Linked DNA regions of Mus musculus: regions 2, 3, 4 and 5 are each linked to region 1. A link is a contact called in public Hi-C and HiChIP or PLAC-seq data. All regions are on one chromosome and are shown on one strand. Each heading gives the region's core, a stretch centred on a gene start, on an enhancer-like site or on the middle of the called end of the contact. The rest is flanking DNA. Distances are from core to core; before and after follow the strand shown. Region 1 overlaps Mef2c (myocyte enhancer factor 2C). Region 2 has its middle 100 kb from the start of Gm33073. Region 3 overlaps Gm33073 (a long non-coding RNA gene). Region 4 has its middle 180 kb from the start of Mir3961. Region 5 has its middle 200 kb from the start of Mir3961.

The links. HiChIP or PLAC-seq counts read pairs in DNA pulled down with a chosen protein or histone mark. A called contact is a pair of places that touch in the nucleus more often than the background predicts.
Region 2: a contact with region 1 is called in an SMC1A HiChIP or PLAC-seq map of large pre-B cells, with 9 times the contacts expected there. The contact joins two enhancer-like sites. A contact is called at or near these places in 2 of 15 datasets of contacts at CTCF or cohesin (the NIH/3T3 cell line and large pre-B cells), 3 of 484 Hi-C or Micro-C datasets (bone marrow-derived macrophages, forebrain and pre-B cells), 2 of 115 datasets of contacts at active chromatin or transcription factors (VIP interneurons and large pre-B cells) and 1 of 9 other capture datasets (embryonic stem cells).
Region 3: a contact with region 1 is called in a Hi-C map of pre-B cells, with 4 times the contacts expected there. The contact joins two enhancer-like sites. A contact is called at or near these places in 1 of 39 promoter capture datasets (pre-B cells), 2 of 15 datasets of contacts at CTCF or cohesin (large pre-B cells and pro-B cells), 10 of 484 Hi-C or Micro-C datasets (the G1E-ER4 cell line, the HPC-7 cell line, bone marrow-derived macrophages and 7 more), 4 of 115 datasets of contacts at active chromatin or transcription factors (the 230-238 cell line, fibro-adipogenic progenitors, large pre-B cells and 1 more) and 1 of 9 other capture datasets (embryonic stem cells).
Region 4: a contact with region 1 is called in a CTCF HiChIP or PLAC-seq map of pro-B cells, with 15 times the contacts expected there. The contact joins two enhancer-like sites. A contact is called at or near these places in 2 of 15 datasets of contacts at CTCF or cohesin (the NIH/3T3 cell line and pro-B cells), 4 of 484 Hi-C or Micro-C datasets (Sertoli cells, bone marrow-derived macrophages, cardiomyocytes and 1 more), 1 of 115 datasets of contacts at active chromatin or transcription factors (large pre-B cells) and 1 of 9 other capture datasets (embryonic stem cells).
Region 5: a RAD21 HiChIP or PLAC-seq map of pro-B cells shows a contact between it and region 1, with 11 times the contacts expected there. The contact joins two enhancer-like sites. A contact is called at or near these places in 2 of 15 datasets of contacts at CTCF or cohesin (large pre-B cells and pro-B cells), 7 of 484 Hi-C or Micro-C datasets (B cells, CD4 T cells, Sertoli cells and 4 more), 3 of 115 datasets of contacts at active chromatin or transcription factors (fibro-adipogenic progenitors, large pre-B cells and pancreatic cancer cells) and 1 of 9 other capture datasets (embryonic stem cells).

What each region holds. Positions count from the first base shown.
Region 1 is chr13:83,648,672-83,651,371 of GRCm38.p6, forward strand. The region is part of intron 6 of Mef2c (myocyte enhancer factor 2C); the gene reads left to right. Gm52044 (a long non-coding RNA gene) reads right to left here. Exons shown (of 3, transcript XR_003950630.1): 3 at 1-2,700. Among named protein-coding and RNA genes, the nearest start is that of Gm52044, 12 kb to the right of the region's middle. Within about 2 kb of position 1,345, at least 70 of the 459 cell types and tissues checked have an H3K27ac peak or open chromatin away from gene starts, as enhancers often do. A contact at or near this core is called in the 230-238 cell line, pre-B cells and pro-B cells, where this site is marked.
Region 2 is chr13:83,019,651-83,022,350 of GRCm38.p6, forward strand. No RefSeq gene overlaps it. Among named protein-coding and RNA genes, the nearest start is that of Gm33073, 100 kb to the right of the region's middle. Within about 2 kb of position 1,386, at least 26 of the 459 cell types and tissues checked have an H3K27ac peak or open chromatin away from gene starts, as enhancers often do.
Region 3 is chr13:83,111,664-83,114,363 of GRCm38.p6, forward strand. All of the region lies in intron 1 of Gm33073 (a long non-coding RNA gene), which reads right to left. Among named protein-coding and RNA genes, the nearest start is that of Gm33073, 7.5 kb to the right of the region's middle. Within about 2 kb of position 1,253, at least 66 of the 459 cell types and tissues checked have an H3K27ac peak or open chromatin away from gene starts, as enhancers often do. A contact at or near this core is called in the 230-238 cell line, pre-B cells and pro-B cells, where this site is marked.
Region 4 is chr13:82,876,868-82,879,567 of GRCm38.p6, forward strand. No RefSeq gene overlaps it. Among named protein-coding and RNA genes, the nearest start is that of Mir3961, 180 kb to the left of the region's middle. Within about 2 kb of position 1,399, at least 1 of the 459 cell types and tissues checked has an H3K27ac peak or open chromatin away from gene starts, as enhancers often do. A contact at or near this core is called in pro-B cells, where this site is marked.
Region 5 is chr13:82,898,252-82,901,112 of GRCm38.p6, forward strand. No RefSeq gene overlaps it. Among named protein-coding and RNA genes, the nearest start is that of Mir3961, 200 kb to the left of the region's middle. Within about 2 kb of position 1,605, at least 14 of the 459 cell types and tissues checked have an H3K27ac peak or open chromatin away from gene starts, as enhancers often do. A contact at or near this core is called in pro-B cells, where this site is marked.

The sequences.
Region 1 (2,700 bases), core at 95-2,594:
CAGCTTCCTAAAGTAGGAGTGAGTAAAATCAAATGAAGTAGAAAAGGCAGAAAAGTGCTTTTAAGTTAACTGTGGGGAAAAATTACCACTATATTTGAAATCTTGACTATTTACACTGCTTTCATTGTTTATTAGACACTTGTAGGAGCAGAGGTAGAATCTGTTATCCTTCACGTGACTACATCATAAAAGCCTAAATTGGTTCATAAGAAACAATATTTTTAATCAAATGAAACTATAAAAGCTTCATTGAACTCTAAAGTCACTCTGTACCTCATTTTCCTATAATGTATAATCAGGAAATCCATTTACCATACGTTATAATTTTTGTCCTTTCAAGTGGTCAGAAGAATGTGACATCTGCATACGGTCACGTCTAAATTGATAATTGTCCCAGTAGAGTATAATTTTGAAACATAGCATCAAGAAAGTTGAATCTGTATATTAGAAGGTTGTCGAGAGGTGGTGTTTCCCACCTCCTGGGTCCCTGAAGTTAAGTGTGGCCATGCTCTCTGGTGAATTTATCTTAAGGTGGGCCCTCAGCCTCCACACAGGCCAAAGCATTCTGAGCGAAAAGGAGGCTGCGGTTTCCCAGCCAACTTAAATGCAGGCTCTTCTTAGCAATGAGCCACACACATGCATTCATCATTGACTTCCAAATGATAGGTTTCAATATCACTGGTCTAGGGTCCACAGTCTCACATTCCTGAATCTATATTATGCCAAAAGAATAACAATTTGGTGGCTGGAAACAGAAATGGTTATTATACTTCTCCAAAATGCTAGCTGGCACAATATTCTAAAAATAGCAGAAATTCACTCATAAAAAATAGCATTTATTTGTTCATAAAAAATAATTTTATGCTCCGAAAATATAAGTGTAAAAATGTCATGCTTAACTGCCATTTATCCTTCTTCTTTTGAAATTACTTGGCTAATTTTCCATTTGATTGTTTATTTAAACCAGATCTCACACAGGGTTAACATGTACATGACACCTTAAAACTATGGAACTAATCTTCTAAAATGGTGTAATTTCCAAATAGCAGCACATATTTCAAGAGAGACATAGAATGCTTTTGATTCCATTTTTTGCTTCTGAGGTGTTTACTGAGTGGAAAACCACGTATGTGTGCTTCCTTTTCCCCTGCTCACTGCCGCTCCAAAGCGCTGTTTTAAAATGTGGGCAGAAAGACTGGGGCTTTTTTTGGACTGTCTCTGAGTTTACCATAGAAAATGTTTTTGAAGAGACTTTTTTTTTGCACAGCCTCTGTGAAGCTCTCCACTTTCTCACACTGGCCCCGTGCTTGTCCTATCTTAGGACAGCACATGTCGTGAAGTGGTTTTACTTCCTTTTAGCAGAATTACTGCTCCATGCAAACCAGCACCAGCATCTACCCAGGCAGGATTTTAGTTTCTCATCCTTTCAGGCTTCACTGCCCTGCTTAACTGACATTTCTTCTTCTTCTTCTTTTGAAATTACTTGGCTAACTTTCCATTTGATTGTTTATTTAAACCAGATCTCACAGAGGGTTAACATGTTTGTGATGTGTGTCTGTGTGTGTGTGTGTGTGTGTGTGTGTGTGTGTGTGTCTGTGTGTGTGTGTGTGTGTGTGTGTGTGCGCGCGCGCGCACTCAAACTTCAGCAGGCAGGAATGCATGCTGCAGATATCTTGGTCTCCTCCTTTCCTTTTCGTGTAGGGACTCTACAATTCTGTTAAAGGCCCTAACACAAAATAACGTTCCAAGGAGACCCATTAAACACAGAACTCCTCTGTGCAGCCTAACTCACCCATTATCTTTCTTACAGAGTACGATTTGTTTATATTTCTTTTAGTGAGAAAGGGTAAATGTATTGTTTCAAGTAAGAACTTTTACCATCAAACACTGTCCAAATTAACTGTAACAGATAATTTGGGGTTTGACATATTTTCCTAGCTATAATTTAGCAACTTTTCTTGATGTTTTATTATAGAAGACTAATTTGTATTCAAATTCGGTGCAAATTTCTTAAACAACGACTTTGTAGTTGGCACTTGTTTTGGGGATGTTTCATTTGTTTTATTTTCATTTTGCCTCAAGATACTTGTTAATTTTTACCATGATCCAGTTGCAAGATTGAACCTTGCGAGTTTTTATATATTCAGCCTATTCATTTATTCATGAAACAAAGCAGGTAAATGAATTGGATATGAAGAATAAGTGTGTTTTGGACCACATGACCCAAATATATTTTAATTCAGAGAGTCCCCAGTGGGACAGTTTGGGAAGAAAGGAGCCAACGTGGGGTAGAAGGAACAAGAGAAGGTGAATATATTGAAGTGCATTGTGTAAGTGTGCGAGCATGTCATAATGAAACCATGACTTCATACAATTAGTATTGGCATAGCAAAACATTTCTGTAAGTATCTCTTTGAAACATGCTTGTGCGTTCCCCTCCCAACTCCTTGTTTTCTTTCTGAAGCTATTGCCATAGACTCAAGAAAGATCCATACACATAGGCTTTTCCAAGACCACCCTTTCCAGTGTTGCAGATGTCTAACCATTCAGGGACCAGTTTCTATCACTGTTCTGAAACTGGGTAGTCTCTACTTCTAACATATCATCATAAAATTGGAAGTCCCCACTGACCATCTTCTCCAAAGAGCACCTACGAAGAGAACCCTGTTTTCACTGGCTCCTTTGTAAGCAGATCCCTCC
Region 2 (2,700 bases), core at 136-2,635, 630 kb before region 1:
AGAGAGAGAGAGAGAGAGAGAGAGAGAGAGAGAGAGAGAGAGAGAGAGAGAGAGAGAGGAATATAAGTAAACAAAAATGGTACGAAGTGCTCAACAGTAAAGAATGTTAGGTATAGTTCACAGGCAGCTCCCAAGCATGTAACTGATAGGTTGCTCTACACCCAGAGACCAGAAGCAGATATAGGAACATCTTCTAGGGACAGGTTTAAAAAAAATCTATAAACTAATGACGGGCTGATGTGAAAAATCACCTCTAAAGATCTCTGAAAATCAGTAGGACTTCTGCCTTCCTGTACAGAACTCATAACAAATGTTAAATTGTATTAAATCCTCAACAAATTGAATAACATGATTGACTATGAGCATTTTGCTAAGAGGTAATTTTGGAAATGTAATATTGATCATACTACTACAAGGAAGCCTTTTGTACTAGTAAAAATCCATTAGATTTTAAGGACACCCTTGAAGTTCCTGCTAAACTCCCCTGTATATTATTACTAGTGGATACTCATTTTATGGAACTACAAATTGTCTAAAAATAGTAAATTCAATAAGTAGAGCAGTATGCATGTTAACTTTCATTAGATCTTAAATAATCATTCTGAGTTTAGCCACCCCAAACAAACGTAAAGTCAATTAAAAATCAATCAATAAGGCTTATAAAACATAGACAAATCTTTATTTCTTTACATAATTTATAAATATTACATATGTGTAAGAAAGAGGGAATCCAACTGAACACTTTGTCCATGCTGCTCAACTGAAACTGACTAAAGGAGATGACAGCAGAGGCACCATGCAGACTTACAGAATGGTTTCTGCCCATTCTGACCACACTGCTCAGGATTCAGCCTACACAGTATGCTAAAGGCTCCAAGCATTCTACTGAGAGATCAGTGGCTTTGAACTCACAGATCTCCAAATCATTTATAACAAAATACTTTTACGATGATAAATTTGAAACAATTATTCCAGAAGAAAATAAGAGATTTCTTTTGATGAACAGCAACTGCCATCTAGGAAAATCTAGGTTCAGTGAACATGGATCAAATATAGACTTCAGAGCCAGAAACTATAGGTTTAAATCCCAAACAGTTCTGACTCTGCCTTTCTGAAAAATTGTCTAAATTCCATGGAGATGGTTAAAAAAATGCCCCATGGGTCCAGAGTTCTCATCTGATGCTGCTTTTTCATTTGTTTATTGTTGTGTGCATTTGATAATCCTTTACAGCTTCCTGGAGATGGACAAAAGAAGGACTGTACTGTGGGCATAGCTGGGACTGATGTCCGTCAGCAAGAGGAAAGCATTGTTGATACTCCCTGTTCTCTGGTGAGCCAGGTGGGCAAGCGTGATATTGACACAAGCAGAAGATAAGTGGGGAAGTGGTTATTCCACCCACACATTCTCACATGTCACAAAATGCAGCTGGTGATTATTCTCTCAAGAGAACCCTACAAGCATGCATGCCAATGAAAATAAGTCCTCAGGCTGTTTGGCACATGCGTGCCTTAATTACTGACCCCAGTTTTAGGGAGGTCAACAATAAAATTCTCTCCTTTACTGTGAAGTTATAGGGGATGGGATGGTTGGGAAATCTGCCAGAAGAGTTAAGGTCTATTCGCTTACAGTATAATGCCTGGATGTTTGTTTGTGTCTTAATCACTGAGTTATCTGCATTGTTTGCTTTTCATATTAAGTTATTCAGTGTTATAGATCAGAATGTGGGTGTGAATGAAAACTATTGAACACTATAAATTCATGAGAGAATGTTTTCCCACAGATTCTAAACAGATAAGGCTTTAGCCTGAGACTGTATTTGTTTTTTATTGGTGCTGTATTTCATTTTGTTTTGTCCTAAGAAATGACTAACAAGCATGTCTACTGGATAATGAACAAGTGTTTTGGAGACAATATTAGCCTAGTTTGCAATGGAGCTTAGTCACTTTGTGGACACAATGATTCCTATGTTACTATCTCATCCAACCCTCCCTATCCATCACAGCCTGTGGCAAAGTGTGAGCCGAACATATTCCTTGAAAGCTGTTTTCTTTGTTAAAAACAAAAAAACAAAAAAAAAACATTTTCTTGATCAAATTTTATGACAGATTTAACCACATCTTTACAAGGATCAAAGCAACCAGAAAAGTATAAAATGGAAATTATTATAAATAGGAAAAAGTTAGTTTAACAACAACCAAAAAGCTTCCTCTCAGAAACCTGTAGTGGTGATAGGGGATCAGAATCTTCCTATTTTCAAGGATAAACTCAGTGGTGGAAGCCAATGGCAGATAAATTGGAGTTATTAGGGAACCTTTAACTGTGTAGATACCAGAATTGGGTAGACACCACCCCTAGAAATGTAAAGTAATTAGGCTAAAGTTCTTGTTTTATTTTTTCTCCCTTCCTTTTTCTCTTCTTTCCTTTCTTTCTTCCTTCTTTCTTCTCTTCCTTTTTCCTCTGGTATTTCTGGTAGTGTGATTATAAAATAGTTCCAGATAGTCAGCAAATGGCTAAACTCAAGCAAGTAGCTAAAGCACATTAGCTAAGGTGAGACATGGTGGTGAGACATGAGAACAGAATCAGAACCCCACAGTCCTGCCTCCTCACAGAACTCCACAGAACCAAGCAACAATCGGAAAATGAGTACTGTAATTTTATCTTGGAGGCCATTCCATTGTTTATCTCAAACTACATTTTGA
Region 3 (2,700 bases), core at 3-2,502, 540 kb before region 1:
GCAGGAATGCAGATTTCTGTATCTGAGAGCAGCTGCTAAGTGAAGTGGAACATCCAACAGATGGCTGCATTGTCATTGTTGGGGGAGGAGGAGAGAGGAGCTATTTTGGTTTTTCTGTTGAACGTGTATATGTGTATGAAGGCATGTGTGTACTTCACAGTATTCTGTTCTCCACTACCTATGATCTTTTCCACTATAGATATTTCTCCTGTGCTGTCAAAGACTGGTTTTGAATTTGCATATTAGGACAGTCACTAGAGGTTTTTTGATCATTTAGTATTTAATGGATGAGAAAAGAAAGGTCCAAGGGCACACAGCTATTAAAGCCAAACTCAGAATTTTTTCACTAGGGCATGCAATATAACAAAATTAATTAATAAAATTATTAAGTAAATAACACTCTACATAGTGATAGATCACAGAGGAGAACAATTCAAGGGTCACAGCTTCTCAGTCTTTAAAAATATATAAGTGCATTTTTCCCTTAAAAAATTATGGTGGAGTTGCTTTGCAGTTCTCAGAAGAAAAAAAAAAGTAAGTATTCAAACTAGTCAATATGAGCATTTTATTATGAAGCTTATTAGATTTTAAACAATTTGATTCATGGTGCTCCACAATTTTAATAGCATATTTAGAAATAATAGACTTCGGCAAATCAGGTTGTAGAACTGCTATCAAAATCCATGCATAAATGCAAATTAAAAACCTTAGGTCCCATCCTGACCTGCTTGCAAAATGTCCCTATTCCCCTTCTGATGGTAGCTTAAAGAGTACCATCACATAGCTTATTCATTGATGTGTGTGTGTGTGTGTGTGTGTGTTTCTAGAAATAGAATCAATAGAGAACAGACAAACCCACAGTTGCCAGTTTGTACAGTTTTGTGGTTTCTGCCAGGGCTACTGACTCGAGAAGGTCTACCAGATAATGAAAGCAAACTATTTCAGTTCCTGTGGGTCTAGAGTGCTTCTGTAAAGTTCTGGTTTGAAACAAATGAATAACAAATTAAAAGGCATAGTAAAATAAGGGGGTGGTTAAAATATATTAACTGAAATCAATGTAGGAGAAACATAGTTAAAAACCTTGCATTCTCAGCAACAGCCTGAGATGTATTTGGGTAATTCTTTAAATTTATGATAAAAGCCTTTTAGCAGAAAGTCAATACACATAGGTGGTGAAGCAAGTATATCATCCTGTACTGGAGGTTGCATTAAACATTCGGTGTGAGCTCCACTGCTCATAGGAAGTAAGCAGGAGTTCATCCAACGAACGCACAGTATCACAGAGACCAAGCGTTCTTCTGTAGACAGTCTGTGGAGCCATGCTGATTACCATGCAGTCCTCTGCCTAGGGTGCTCACTGACGTCAACAAGGGTCCTGGAAATGAAGCAGGATCAAAATCCCAGAAGCCTGGACTAATAATAGAGTAAAGATGGAGAACAGATGGAAAGCAAAGCTTCATGGATAGAGTGTGACCTCATGTTATAAATTCGTCAAGTGGAATAAACAACAACAAAGTATGGAAGGCCTGTGAGAACTCACTGATGTCAAACTTCCAGAAATTTGCTGACTGAAAAAATGCCTAGATACAGAGAAAACTTTCCAAAGGAGTTCAGGGGCATCAATTTTTGGATTAATTATGCCTGTGTCTGAGAGCAAAGACACTTAAAATTAAAACCATAGTACTTTGAACATAGACTACTAGCTTTATCCCTTTACCCTTCATTAATATATGGATTCACCTAAGTTATTTTCCTCTCACTTGAGCAAACCTGTCATCTGTGAGAGGGCAAAGCCATAAATGTAGAACCTGGAGATGAAATCCCAGAAAACACTAGGCCTGAAGCAAAACATTGCAAGCGGTCTGCCACATCTTCAACAAATAGAAGTGCTTTTTCAAGTGTCTCTGTCTCGTGTGTGTGTGTGTGTGTGTGTGTGTGTGTGTGTGTGTGTGTGTGTGTGTGTTTAAGCAATCAATGCACACTTTGTGTCTTAGTCTGTATTCTGTTGCCGTGAAGACGCACTATGAGCATGGCAATTCTTATAAAGGAACACATTAAGTTGGAGCCACCTTGTACTTTCAGAGGTTTAGTCACTTGTCATGTAGAAGCATGTTGACATGCAGGCAGATGCTTCGTCAGGATCAGCAGGCTGCAGAAAGAGACAATCACTGGAGCAGGCTTGAATATTTGAAACCTCATACCTAACCCACAGTGACACACTTTCTTCAACAAGGCTACAAGTGCCACTCCTTGGCTAACAAACAGTTAAATATATAAGCTTATATATTTGAGGTCATTCTTATTTAAACCTCCACATTCCACTCCCTGGCCTCCATAGGCTTATAGCCATATCATAATGCAAATATGTATTCAGTTCAACTTAGAATATCCCCATAGTTTAGCACAGTCTCAACATTGTTTAAAAGCATAAAGTTCACACTCCTTTTGAGGACTGGTGGCATTCTTTTTACCCTAATTTTCTATAAAATCAAAATTAAAAGAAATTTAATTTAAAAGATTCACCATACTTTCCAACAAACAGTGGTATAGAATAGACATTGCAAGTCCCAAAGGGAGAAAAGGGAACACCATGAAGAAACACTGGACCATGGCTAAAAACAGCTGAGAAAACTCCAAGCTCTACATCTTCAAAGTATGTTTCAGATCTCGAAGTCCTTTTAGCTTTGTTGACTACAAAAT
Region 4 (2,700 bases), core at 149-2,648, 770 kb before region 1:
TCAATGAATAAGAAAAATATTATATAGAAATAAGAGTATTTATCAATTTCAAGTTCCTGAAAGTTAGGATTGAAATGAGGTCCTCATCCTTATAAGAGAAAACTCTTCTTACTACTACTGCAGTATTCTCATTGAAGGATTGTTGGTTTCTTACTTCAGTGTTCTATATAGGACCAGAGGTCTTTCATGTAGAAACCAAGGATCCTACCCATGAACTATTTACCAACCTGTACTGATGCTTAGAAATAATAGATACAATTTCTGGCCGTTATTAATAGAATACTAATTAACATGGAGAAACAAGTCTGTCTGTATTAGTATGTAGTATCCTTTGGCTAATGTCCAAGAGTGGTATAGTTAGAATTTGAAGTAAATCAATTCCCATCTTCATAAGGAACCTTATGAAGGAACTATCTGGATAGTGGCTGCAAAAGTTTGCACTACACCAGCCCTGAAAAAAATGTTGCTGTTTCCCAACATCTTAACCAATATGAGCTCTTTTGTTTTGTTTTGTTTTTTGTTTTGCTTTGTTTTGTTTTAATTTATCTTGGCCATTCTGGTTGGTATAAGATGAAATATTAAAATAATTTTGATTTGTATTTCCCTTGTTCCAATAAGGATGTTGAACACTTATCTGTTTCTCAGTCATTTGTCTTTCATCCTTAGAGGCCTCTTAGTTTAGTCATGCATCCCATTTTTAATTGGGTTATTTGTTTTCTTGATGTTCACTTTTTAAAGTTATTTATATATTTTAGACAATAACCTGTTGTGTGAAATATCTAGAACTAGCCCCTGTACCAGGTGATCTCACTTGCTTGGTCTCTTAGCCTGACAACTTGCCAGCCCTCCTAGGTCACATGGCTCCCACCAGGCCATCTCTCAGAAGCCTCCCATCTCAGTTTCTCGTTTTCACACAGTGCCCCACACATTCCTGGTTAGCCATCTAAACATCTAATTACCCTGTAGAATCAAGACTCTTAATGCTTAATTAGCCAATCAGATTTATGTATCAATAATAACACAAGTTACAGGATGCCAAAACAATAATTTCAGAGCCAATAACAATGATAAATAAAGCTTTAACACAATTATTCTAACCTTTTTAACACCACGTCAGCCTCCATTCTGGATCTCCCTCTCCTCCTCTGACCTCTCTGTCTCCTCAACACCTCACTCCACCTCCCTTCTCCTGTCCAATCACAAGCCTCCCTCTGCCCTAATGTGATCAAAGAGGGAAAATCCTGCAACAATAACCCTCTATTGACTCTATAAATGTAGCTAGAAAGATCATAAGTGAAATACTGACACCCCAAACCAACATACATGTTTTCTTTTATATGTGCTTATTAGTCTATAAATATTCCATTGTGGGATGGTAAAAGGTTTCCGGTTGAGCTAGCTTTAAAACCCTGGTGACCCAGCAGGTGGTTCTGCACACTCCTAGACACCAGGCTCCTGACAGGCCTCACATCCTCATAATTCTGTGGCCATTAGTCATGTAAAGGCAACACCCCAAGCCTACCTCTGCAGGCAGATCATATATGAGCACAGATCATATAGCCTCAAGACAGATCTCCATTTTAATGAGGCACCTAAAGCCATGATGGGCTCCTTCCTACACACCCCTCCTTGCAAATGGTATTTAACCCCCAGTCCACCCTGAGAAAGAACGGTATAGTTTTACTAATCACAACGCTCCACCATGACAATAAATGCCTTAAAGCCATGGACTGTCTCTGTTCATCGCAATCTGCTGTGGGGAGCAATGGAGCAAGCCTTTGTCTAAAGAGCCAAGTCTAGCCTCTCACAGAAGACCTCTCTGTGCTCCCAGCCACTGTCTCCACCGAGCCAAGTCACCTGCCAAGCAAGAAAAGGACTCTCTCCTCCCTCTCGAGGTACCCAGTCGAAGCCCTCCTCCCACCCTGATCCCTTCTGTTCAGAGCTAGAATCAGCTGCTGCCCCCCATTCTCGGCTCTTCCACAGCATCCAGCAGCATCTGGAATGCCCAAGAGTCTGAGAATCTGATTCCTTGGCCTCCGTGCAGGCCTTGGGACTCCAGAGCCAGTCTGACTTTCCTCAGCGACCTCAGACTGTGCCTCCCCACCCTGAGAGCAGGTCCTGCAGCTTCTCATAGCCCAAAGCCACCTAGCAAGGGTGTGGTGAACAAGCAGTCAAAACTTCCCACCTCCTGCCTCACCAATCATCCCAAGTCCCAAGCAGGGGATCCCATTTTAACCCACATTCCATAGGCATGCTATATCAGAATAGGAACAGAGTTTAGGTATTAAATAAGGAATGGAAGAGAGAGGAGAATTTCCTAAGAAAGGGGAAATAGAATATATAGGTGTGAAGAGATGGGAGGCAGACTGGAGAAGGAAGATAAAACAGGGAGGAAGGAGAGGAACAAGAATGGAGATACAGCAAGGGGCAAGTAAAAGTAACGGCTATTTGAGGGGTCATATGGAAACCTACTACTGTAGAAGCTTGTAAAGGTATATAAGTTTATGAAATAAGTTTAAATGGAGTTGCCAAGTGATTGGGAAGACAATGGCTCAATTAGATATCTCTCTTCTCACCTTGCCACCACGTGAATCCTCCAGCACCAAGAATGGATTATATGTAGTTTAATCATTAGCCAAAGGAACCCCATGAAAACTCCCCATTAGATCAGGCTTTTGCCAAAGATAATGTTTGCTCTCC
Region 5 (2,861 bases), core at 355-2,854, 750 kb before region 1:
TTTACTGTCTAAAGGAAATGCAGAGACAAAGAGTGGAGCAGAGACTGAGCAAAAGGCCACTCAGTGATCACCCTACCTCCTAGGTAGGTGCAGATCTATCCCACCTGCAGACACCAAACCCAGGCACTATTGCTGATGCCAAGAAGCACTTGGTGACAGGAGCCTCGTATGGCTGATTACTCAGAGGTTCTACAAGCACCTATCCAATACAGATGCATATACTCACAGTCAACCATAGGACTGAACAAGGGGACCCCAATGGAAGAGCGAGGAGAAGGACTGAAGGAGCTGAAGGAAATTGCAACCCTATAGGAAGAACAATATCAACGAACTGGACCATCCAGAGCTCCCAGAGACTAAATCACCAAAAAGTATACATGGAGGGATCCATGACACTAAATACATATGTAGCAGAGGATAGCCTTATTTGACATCAATAGGAAGGGAGGCCCTTGGTCCTGTGGAGGTTTGATGCCCTAGTCTAGGGGGATGCTTGGGCAATGAGACCAGAATAGGTGAGTGGGTGGAGGAAAATCCTCATAGAGGCAAAGGGGAGGGAGGAGAATGGGAATGGGATGAGGGGGTTGTGGAGGGTAATTTGAAAGAGGATATCATTTGAAATGTAATTGAATAAAATGATTAATTTTTAAAAATGCTGTTCAGAACCAGATTTTATTTATATACCCCACCTTCTTCACCAAGATGCTTGTTAGTCTGGTTCTCTGAGTATCTGTTCAAATAATGTGAAATAAGTGTCAACAAATATCTTTGGAATAATCTATAATAAAAATTAAATTAATTATCAGAAAAGTTACATAGTTTCATGACTAGACTTTTCTTTGTTTGGCTACTTTAGATAGTTATAATAGACATCACCAATGGCTAGAGCAAGCAACCTTTCAATGAATAGATTTGTGTGGAGACTAGCAGGCTTCCTATGTACACCCTCTTGTGCACCAAAAGTCCCCAGGTATTCACATAAAACAGGGAACCATAATTTTGTTCATATAATCAGATATGATTTTAAGAAGAACTAAAGTTTGAAACAAGTTTTTCAGTCCTTCAGACAAGAGAGAATATGGATAACATATTGGTTATATTTAATTTATAATGGTATTATTCAAATTTATGAATATTTTATCTGTGAAAATAATTACATCCATGAAAACTGTGCATATTAAAAAACTATGTACTGATTAATGATTTTTTAAAAAATAAATAAGATTAAATTTTAAAGAGGTGACAGTTAATCAAAGCTGCTTCTTATTAGTAATTTACATATTATACATAACACAAACGTGAGGGGTTGTCTCTATTGACAGATAGAAAATAACATTGTGACTGTGAAAAAATAAATTTCTTAATCCTTTCATTGGTAATTCTACCAACCTAAGAAAATTTAAGTGCCAGAAAAGTGAAGAAGTAATGTTGAGTCTTTGTAAAAAGAAAGAGTTAGTGTTCTGAAGGTATTCAAAAGATACAGTGTCAGAAAAACATGCTTTTTTTTTTCTTTTAGAAAAGAGAAGCTTGACTCTGTGAAGACTTGGGTAGGTGGCCATGCTTGGGAGGTTCCCATGAAAGCCTTGGTCCATCGCTGTAGCTACAGATGGGTTACAGACTATTTCTATGTGTGTTTCCTTTCCGGTGACAGCTTCCTGTAAGGCCTCCGGTACTCTGCAGGAGTTCATGCCCACAATACCCACAGCGATTGTTCCTTGATTTGAATTAAGTTTCATGGAGTGTGCTCCCCAGGCCTTTTTTTTGAAGAGTGTACTCTCAGCCCTTGGTACTTAGCTCAAATTCTCCACATTATCAAAAAGTAATTTGTTAATAAAAAGAAAAAAATTAAAAGATATAAACAGATGTTCTCCTTTTAGAAACTTAAATTGCCAGGTATACTCTCTTTTTCTAATTGCCATATGCAGGCCAAGAAAGAGAGACAGAAAGAAAGTGGATGGTTGGCTAAGCAGGAATGTAAAGATTCATAGAGGTTCTTTGATTTCATCTGTTCACAGACTTTTCTAAACACTATTACCTCAGTATTAAGTACCTGGGCATCACACTGGACATAAATTTTTAAAAGTACTTCTCATTTCCTTCGTATTTTTTCAAAAGAGCATATTCAAAGTTCAAGATTATACATCAAATTACAAAGGGCTGTACATTGGTTACACATTATTGAATTGTGACAGCTCTGAGAGGAGTCTGCACATCTGTGGATACTTATGTATGACTTCTAAGTGTTAAAATTATAAATTATGGAATGAAACAAAAAATATGCTTGAATTTTCATTGAAGGTCATTGGGATAAGAATCATGTTCCTAAAGCAATGTCTTTTGTCTAAAACATAGCAATTTTTTACTTATATGTTATTTTCTACAATGAGTTCATTTAAGGTGAAGAGCTGATGTAAATTATCTTTGCCATACCCTTGAAAAATCAGACAAATCAGAAAGAGAAAGATTTAAATGGTCTTTAAATATCTCTTCTAAATGGCTTTGTGTAAACATCTCCAGACCAGATGATATAAGTCATTAAACCTTTATCTTAGTACATAGAAAAAAGGATTTTAAATTCCAGCGTCACCTGAAACTTTCAAAAATAACCGTCAATATTCTTTTAAATAACAGCATAATTTATTAATAAAGGTTATTCAAATAAGTTACTAAAGTTAATATGCCACCATTTTATCAATAATATTTTAGCTGTCAAATTAGTGATCAATATTTAAGAATTGATGATTATCATAGTGGTGACCTGTTTGGGCACTAAATATCTATGTAGGAAAAAATAATACAGTTCAAAAAAAGAAACCATTGTGTTAAATGGAGGCACTAGGATTTGGGAAGAGTTTTGTTTA